Linked DNA regions of Sus scrofa: all the other regions are linked to region 1. The links are chromatin contacts, called in public HiChIP or PLAC-seq maps. All regions are on one chromosome and are shown on one strand. The core of a region is the stretch at or near the end of the contact, and the rest is flanking DNA. Distances in the headings are between cores, read along the strand shown.

Region 1 (2,857 bases), core at 191-2,690:
GATCTTTTGACCACAAAGCCATCCGGGATAAGCTGCTTTTCTGTCACCATGTTTTCAAATTTATCCTCATTATACTTAGTACATCTCCACTTCTTGGAGATGTGGCTCTTCTGGCGGCCAGCAAACTTGAACTTGGCCTTGCATAGGGATCCTTGTTCTGCAGCTTTGGTGCAGGTGGACATTATAACTTGAGCAATGTGGACCCTGGCCACTGTGCCCTGGGCTTTGCAAAGGCACTGGGGCATACCTGTCTGGAGCCTACATAGGGGACAGCATGCCTATCATGAATGTCCACTGGAAAGGGTTGTCTCCTATATCCCCTAGGGCAACCCAGACAAGCGACAAACTGCAGACATCACCTGGCAGGCTGCTGTTTGCAGCCACTGCACACAGGGCCCCAACAAAGAAAAGAGAAATTTTCTTTCTTCACAGTGATAAAGTTAAATAGAACAATCTTTTTTTATGAGGCAAAGGAATGCAGGGGAAATGCTTTCTGTGCGCAGGTACTGTAGTTTCCTCACTCCTTAATGTAGCACTCTCTCAATTCACATATCCCATCTATTATTACAAAATGCGTAATAAATTTGCAACAATTTATTCCACTGGTGCTTTCTGAATTTTTCTTCTGAACTCATCTTAATTTCACACAAGGCTTGAATGGTTAGCTTCAGTGTAAATGGCTTTCAAGTTCTACGTACAATGTTTTCACATTAAAATTATTAATCAATAATAAGACTGTAACAAAGGGCCTGTTATATATGGATTTTTTTCACTAACACTCATTTTTCCTACATGTGTTTACGATATGTGCTGAATATAAAGGCAACAACACTCGCATATATTTTCAAATATTTTGAGGGTCTGTTTTGCTGCAGGTCTTTTTGTCCCCTGTCAGACTGTTGTTAACAGTCTATTCCCATCCTTCAGGTCTCGGCTCAAAACTCGCCTTCTCTGAGGGACCAGGCAACCTCTGTGTCACCAGCTTTAAAATTTTACCTAGATATGAAATAAGATCGCTTATTTGTTTAGTTATTTATTACATCCCTCCTCATGCTAGTCTGCCATGTGACAGGTCACCACAATCTCCCAGTGGCAAGTATTGCTGGCCTAATATCTGCCCAACGTATTTTTGTTAAATGAACCAATCTGGCAATTAATGCAGCCAAGTCAGGCCATTCCCTAGGCAGAGCGACCTGACGGTAACTTCGAAAAACTTTGCATAAATCAAGTTAGGGACGACTCTATGCAGACACCTGCCTTCTCGCCAGCCAGAAGCTCTGACCCAACTCTCACCTTGCCCACTCCGATTTTCGCTCCAGGAGCGAAAGGCCTGACAACCGGCTCCCTAACGTTTCCCAGCGGAGTCCCGAAGAGGCGACGGAACTCAAGGACGCCTGCCATCGCCACGTCAGCGGGCACGCGTGACGCCAACGCGCCTGCGCGCGGGGAGAGGCGGTGCGTGCGCGGAGACCCGCCTCTACATCCGGGGCCTCGGCGGCGGCGGCGCCGCCGCGCGGGGGTCACGTGGCTTCTTCCTTTCCGTCTCTGGCCGGCTGGGCGCGGGCGACTGCTGGCGAGGCGCGTGGAGCCTCGCGCTGGTTCCCCTTCGTCTCCTCTCCCGGCCCGGGCCCCTAAGGAGTTCGCTAACGCCGGGTGAGCTGAGCCTGCCGCCAAGATGCCGGCCTACTTCCAGAGGCCGGAAAATGCCCTCAAACGCGCCAACGGTGAGTAGGGGATCGGGGCGCGCCGGGCTGGGGCGGCCCGAGGCCTGGGAGGTCGCGGGGCCGGGGACTGCTTCTCTCTGCTCTGCTGCCCGCCTGCAGCTGCACAGGAGGCCGATGCGGCCTGCCCGCCACCGACCCAGCCCGTGGTTGGGCATGTTGCCTCTTTCGCTCCAACCGACGTGGGGGTGAGAGGCGCGCAGCCCGGAACCGTCGCTGTGGGGACCCTACTTCCCCCCGCCGCCGTCTGGGCCGCAGCTCCTGGGACAGGCCTACCCGGGCCGGAGCTTCTCCCTTCCCGCCTCCGCTTGCCCTCCAGACCACGGGCTTTCTGCTGAGGCTCCGCGCCCCCGGCCGCCATCTGGGAGTGCCGGGGAGGAGGAAACATGGCTCCCTCCCGGGGACAATGCACGCGAGAACCTCGACTCCACCTCCCGTCCGGCCGGGAGCCGGCGGTCCCACCTCCGGCCCTCCCGCTGACACCTCCGGGCGCCCCCCCCCCCCCAATCTAGCGCCTCGCTCTTCTGGGTCAGGGTCCACGTCCCTTTCCCCTCTGGCCACTGTCTCCTCTTCGGGGACTCTGACCCATTTAACTGGTTTCCTGTGTTTTCTGGCATTGATTATTGGCAGTCAGCAGCTTACTTCGACTCTCAGAAGTTGGGACAGAGTTAATACTATGAGAGAGACTTCAAGTTCTCTCGTAAAGATAACGAAAGTGAGGCCTAGAGAGACAGATTTGTCCAAGGTCACTCTGGGAGTTAGTTGTTGAGCTTGGAGACCAAACCAAGGTTTCTTAACTTCCAGATCGGTCTTTTTTTCCCCACCATGGCACTGCTGCTTGCGATTTTTATTTCCGTTTGTGTACTTAAGCCACTGGAGCTTTTGGGAAACTTGTGTGTGTGCCGGTCTATTCAAGAGGCATTTATTACGTTGACGTTATGGAAGTGCAAATCTAATATACGTGCCTCTGGTCTTAAACAACTTTTATTATTATTTAGGGCTTATAAGTGTTAGTGTATCCATTGCTCATATTTTCACCTTTCCTCTACTCAAACAAGGGTTGGTTCTCATCTGTACTGGAGATGAATATACCGTGTCAGTCACAGTTTTATGCTTGCGAGCTTATTTTGTTAGTT
Region 2 (2,857 bases), core at 252-2,751, 730 kb before region 1:
GTGGAGGCATGGGTTTGATCCCCAGCCCAGCACAGTCGTTTAAAGAACTAAAGTATCCAGGGATGCTGCAATGTAGGTTGCAGCTGTGGCTCAGATGCAATTCCTGGTCTGGGCGCTTCCATATGCCCCAGGTGCAGCCAGACAATTGGAAAAAAAAAAGAAAGAAAGAAAAAAAAGTTCTCTTTATGGCTTGGTGGGTTAAGGACCAAACATTGTCTCTGTGAGGATGTGGGTTTGCTCCAAGCCCTCACTCAGCGGTTAAGGATGGATGGGACATTGCTGCAAGCTACAGCGTGGGTCAAACAAGTAGCTCGGATCCGGTGCTGCTGCGGCATAGGCAGCAGCTGCAGCTCGGACTCAACCCCTAGACTGGGAACTTTCATAAAGGTGCAGCTGTTTAAAAAAAAAGTACTCTGCCCCCTGTATTTGCAAATTCCGCATCCTCAATTCAACCAACCTTGACCTCCCCAACCCCCACCCCACCAATGGGGAGAATAAATAGTTGAAGATGACAAATAAAAACACCCCCTTTGGCCCCTAAGAGGTCTTGAGATCTGAGCTCAGTTCTCCAGCTGCCCGCTTTCTGGGCTCCATTCAGATCCTTCCTCTCTTAACACGACCTGTTTTCAGCTGATGAGCAGGGTTTTCTCAGACCTATTCCAGGCCTAGGGGAAACTATTTCACTACAGAACTTGGGTATTTCCAAATTTCCTCATTCGAAGGTTACTGTTGACTTATCTTGTGTGTGCTACCACTGTCTGAGGGTATCCTGACACATTCTGCAGGAACCTCCCCAAAGCGCACTTTCCAGCTTCTAGGCAGGGTATATTTTCACAGTTATGAACTTGCCTCTCACTTAGGACCTAGTCCCTCTACAAGGCCTGAGATGGCAGCAAAGGGAGCTTGCAGACTTTCAAATTCCCCTATCTAAACACACACCTGCCTGGGGGGCTGAGACTTCATCTGAGGGCAAGTCACTGCATAGGGTTTTGGGCAGGGAACGAAAGAGAGTTGCCATCAGAAAAAAAAAAAAAAAAGAAAGGCAATTAGAGGAAGGTGGGCAGACACGAAAGGCTGCTTTATCCTCTAATTTTGCCCAGAGATAACTTTGAAGTCTCTTTGGGTTTGTGCTTTTGGACTGCTACAGCCTCCAAACCGTGCAAGGCCTCGCATCATGAAAAACGAACCGGACTTCGGGAGTCTCCCCCTTCGAGCTGGCAGCGAGAGACACCCAGCACCACTCGCCTTCAGCCCCCGACGCCAGGGTCGGAGCTCCGGAGGCCGCGCCTGCCCTTCCTTTCGCCCGTCTCCAAGATGGCGACCGCTCCGCCGCCGCGGCCCCGCCCCGGGCCGGCCGGCCCCCCGCCCAGTAGGCCGGCCCCGCCTTCCCGCCCGGGGCCGCGCAGCGCGCTCCCGCCGCCCCTCCCCGCGCGAGCTCCACCCAGGTCGCAGGCAGCGCGGTCGGCGGCGCCTATTTCCCGCCATTGTGCGAAGTGGAGGCTGGGGGCTCCGCACGCGGCGCCTGCCAGTAGCCGGCAGCTCCTCGGCTGCTGCTGCCACAGCCGCTGTTCTCTGAGGCGCCGGGAGGCCGAGCGGCCGGTGCCGCGAGGCTCACCCTGCGTGGGAGGGCGCGGGCGAGGAGCGGCCGAGCCCCCGAGGAGGAGCCGCGGCGCGGGACGCCGGGCCGCGCCGGCTCCGGCCCGTCGGCGAGATGCCCTGTGGGGAGGATTGGCTCAGCCACCCGCTGGGGATCGTGCAGGGCTTCTTCGGTGAGTGGCGGCCCCGGGGGCGGGCCGGGCGGGCCGCCGAGTTGACCGAGCCCCGGGCCCGGCCCCGCTGCGCGGCCCCACGCGGGGCCACCTCGAGGGCTCGCGCGGCCGAGACGGTCAGCCGGGCCTGCGCCGGTCCGCCTTAGACACCCCGGACCGCGGGCCGCGGCTTCCCGGGCCGGGCCGCAGGTGCCTCCCACCTGCCCGATTCGCGGTTCGCGAGCGGCCAAGGTTACGCGGCGAGGAGCTGGCGGCCGGCCGTGATTGACGGCCCGGCTTCCCTTGGTGGCACTGCTGGGGCCCTAGCCCGGCGGCAAAACTCGGACGGGTCCTTGAACCTTGGGGAGGGCTCGCAGAGATGGGGTGAAGGAAAAGCACTTTGCCTATGGGAAGCCTGCGGGGTATTTCAAAACTTCCGGTGTGTCGGGGGAGTGCTCGCTCGCTCGCTCGCAGCAGAAGTTGGCTCCAACTCCTGTATTACACACATCCTCGCGTTTCGAGATAAGATTTAGTGTAATAGCTTCATTTTTCTTTTGGGATGCCTTTAAAACCGCTTGGTCTCCATCTCCTCCTTGTGCCAGAGCTAGTAAGAAATGTTGAACTCCTTAAATGCGTTCCTACATAGAAAGAGCTCAGAATGTTGCAGACAGGCTTAGTAAATTTTAGTTGGAATTATCGTCAATGCCACTCTTCTGCTAGGGTCCACTAAGGAAAATTTAGGTTTGTTTGCCGTTACCTGGGCATTTTGGCCCTACTTTCCATGTCTTTTGCACTTAGGAGGGGTGGAGGCAAACCCAGCCAGCAATCACTGTTAGATCAGAACACCTGACTTGTCAGGAGGTAACAAAGTTGTAGGTAGAGTGGCCTTCATCACTTAAGGCATCGTGGGATATTAATGAGAATGCCTATTAAGAAGCTAAATTGTTTCCAGCAGCCGAAACTGAAGGCAGAAAATGTATGTATTCCTTGTGGGAAAGACTCACTCAGCAATTCTTTATTCATTTTCCTTATAGCTTGAACTAGTATAGCTATCTGGTTTCCTAGGCAGAAGCTAGAGGCAGCAAATTAGAAGGCCTGGGTTGGCATCT
Region 3 (2,857 bases), core at 104-2,603, 570 kb before region 1:
GGGACCAGTTCCTTGGAAACCTCCCTATAAATGGAAACTGCTGTGATATATATGAAAAGTTCCTTTAGTACCTTTCACACATTTCATTCATACCATGTAATTCTTTTGTCTAGTTACTTGCAAGAATTACAACTTGAAACACTACTTCTTTAAAGAACTCTATTCTCTCACCTCTCCTAAAATGAAAGATCTCTGTGGTAATTAGGAAAAAAGGACTGGTCCCCTCCAAAGAGGGGTGCTACTGAGCCCCCTCAAAAGAAACCGACCCCTGGACTGTCAGCTCTCTGAGGGCAGGGCCTGCCCCGTTTAACTCACCACTGTGACCTAGTTTCTCTCACGCAAACTAATCGCTGTAGACTCAGGCATCTCGGGACAGCTTGCAGGACACCCAAACATGGACCCCCCCCCCAAGACGTTCTGAATCGCACGATCTTGAGTGACACAAAAATATTAAAAGTTTAACATCACGCTGCTGTTTAACTGTAATACTAAAATCAAAGAAAGGGCGCCGGAAATTGAGTGCCTATGAGGTAACCAAAATGAAGTCACACCTTTAATGCTAAAGGACCAGTGACACAAAGATGTCAACCGGGAGTGAAGCTTCGGCAGGACGTTCCATTGAACTGGTGTGACCGCCTCCGGCCTGAGATCGGAATTCGAACCCAGAACTTCTCCCAAAGGACGGGTCAGAGGCCACTCCAGGGTGGGAGAGGCCTTTAAGGCCAGGCGCACCTCGCCCGAACTTTCCCGTTGGGGGGCAGCCCGACCCCGACCGCCCGCGGCGCGACTCGGGTCCGCTCTCCGGGGCAGCGGAGCAGATCTCCAAGCGGAAGCGCGCTCGGAAGGACGAGGGTCGACGGCCCTTTGTCCCCCTCAGAGGGGCAGGGGCGAGGCGAACGCTCCTTCGCGTCAGGAAATAATGACAGATCGCGCGCCCTCGCCGGCGCCCGCCCCGCCCCGCCCGCCAGGGCCCCAGGCGGCGCCGGAACCCCAGCCCCGAGCTGAGGGGCCCGGCCGCGCCCCCTCCTCGCCCCCTCCCAGTCCCAGGGCGACCCAGCGCCGCCAGGCTCACCGGGTCGGAGCTGGAGGCCGCCGTCGCGGCGGCTGCACCACAGCGCGCGCTCGCCCTGCTGCAGGATGTAGTGGTCCTTGGCTTGGAAGAGCTCCATGCCGGCCCCGGGCGCCGAGGGAGGCGGCGGCGGCCCGGGAGCGCCCGCGGCTCCGCGGTCCCCCGGCCCCAGCGGCGGCAGCCCGCGCGGGGCGTCCTCGTCGGCCGGGGCCGCCAGAGCCGGCGCCTCAGGGAGCGGCGGCTGAGGGAGCGCCCCGGCGGCCAAACCCGCGGCAGGGGAACGCGCCCCGGCAGCGGCGGCTGCGGCCTGGGAGGCCTCTCCCCCGGCTCCGCCCCTCTATGCCCCCGCCCGGCTCCTCCCTGGCTCCTCCCCCTGCTCCACCCACTCCCGACTTCTCGCAGACTCCTCCCCCTCCCCGTCTCCTCCCCCCCCCTTTCTCCTCTCCATTCCTCTTCCTGCTTTTTCCCGCCGCCTTCTCCAGCTTCTGGGTTTCTTCAGCTGGGTTTCTCCTCCTGGTTCCTACCCCGAGGCTCTTCCTCCTCTTTCTTCTCTTCCCTATCCCAGCCCCCTCCTCCTCCTCCCGCTCTTTCCAGGCCCCGCCCCTGGCGGGATCGCCTTCCCACCCCGGGCGACCGCTTCCCAGCCTGGGCCTGGCTGAATCAGACTGGCCGCCCTGCTGCTCTGCGACCTTTGGAACAGAAGCCCACTCCTGGGCCTCCCCTCCAATACTAGCAGGTTATTCGTTTCTCTCACCAGCCCTGAGACAAGCCAGGCCGACTCCCTAAATCTAGTCTGCCCGCAGAGACCCCAGACTAGGAGAACGGGAAAGGCGGCTCAGGTTGCAGGGGTCCATCCCCAGCCAGACTCTCCGCGAACCGGGACGTCTGTTTTGGAATTTCCTCTTAGAATCTTGCGACGTTTGACAGCAGCAGACATTCAATAAATACACATCAGTGAAGAGCGTGTAACAATAGAAATTGAACAAGTATTAGCAGCACAGTGCTCTAAATAACTAGGAGGAAGAGAGCAAAGTTCATAAGCTATCGTGCCCTGAATTCAGCAGGATGCCTGTGAAAAGACAATAAAATGTCAAGGAGGTGAAAGGGATCTAGTTTGACAAGGCTAAGGTGGTTGGAAAATATCTTGTAGAAGTCAGAAGCACTCCTGAGTATCTTTTGAGCTGTCTAACTTGAATGGCCAGGTGGTACCTTGCACAGAATGGAGCTTGGGAGTTGGGCCCCCAGTTCCAGGCCCCACTCCAGGGATGATCTAGCTGTGTGATCTTGGGAAAGCCTCTTGGTCTCAGATGGTGGGTGCACTAAATGACTAATTACACTCCCAGTTTTATAAGTCATCAAGTCTTTCTACTCCAATCTCCTGCCTTTTCTAATGCCTTAGAAAGGAAGAGAATAAACAAAACAAAAATGAGGTTGGAGACAAGAAAAGCAAGGCAATACTTTTAACCTTCTGCTTGATAAAAGTGAGAGGCCCTTTTTTCAGGAAGAAGTTCCACTTTACTAATTATTCCAGCCCACACTGATTTCTCTGTTGAATTTCCATAGCACAGAAAGTCCCATGATGACAAACTGTCCGGGAATCTCTGATAAGTATAAATAGGCCTCTTGAACTGTCCAGACACCTCAACCTAAAGGTCAATAGGAGAGATTATTATGTCAAATCTTTGTGATGTGACATGGACAAAGAAGATAATGGAGACAAGACGGTAAAAAGAAGTTTCAGTGGAACCATCAGTTTCTGATTTATTATTGAATTCAGCCGTATGTTGA

Evidence for each region. HiChIP or PLAC-seq counts read pairs in DNA pulled down with a chosen protein or histone mark.
Region 2: an H3K27ac HiChIP or PLAC-seq map of alveolar macrophages shows a contact between it and region 1. The contact joins the promoter of MCMBP here to the promoter of FAM45A in region 1. A contact is called at or near these places in 1 of 5 promoter capture datasets (liver) and 2 of 2 datasets of contacts at active chromatin or transcription factors (alveolar macrophages and skeletal muscle).
Region 3: an H3K27ac HiChIP or PLAC-seq map of alveolar macrophages shows a contact between it and region 1. The contact joins the promoter of INPP5F here to the promoter of FAM45A in region 1. A contact is called at or near these places in 1 of 47 Hi-C or Micro-C datasets (heart right ventricle) and 1 of 2 datasets of contacts at active chromatin or transcription factors (alveolar macrophages).

The regions. Positions count from the first base shown.
Region 1 is chr14:129,005,792-129,008,648 of Sscrofa11.1, reverse strand. It overlaps FAM45A (protein FAM45A), which reads right to left and starts at 1,440. Exons shown (of 9, transcript XM_013983795.2): 1 at 1,294-1,440. It overlaps EIF3A (eukaryotic translation initiation factor 3 subunit A), which reads left to right and starts at 1,481. Exons shown (of 22, transcript XM_001928342.6): 1 at 1,481-1,724. The coding sequence starts at 1,676.
Region 2 is chr14:129,740,849-129,743,705 of Sscrofa11.1, reverse strand. MCMBP (minichromosome maintenance complex binding protein) reads left to right here and starts at 1,501. Exons shown (of 16, transcript NM_001243591.1): 1 at 1,501-1,769. The coding sequence starts at 1,712.
Region 3 is chr14:129,576,109-129,578,965 of Sscrofa11.1, reverse strand. It overlaps INPP5F (phosphatidylinositide phosphatase SAC2), which reads right to left and starts at 1,353. Exons shown (of 19, transcript XM_013983807.2): 1 at 1,073-1,353. The coding sequence starts at 1,169.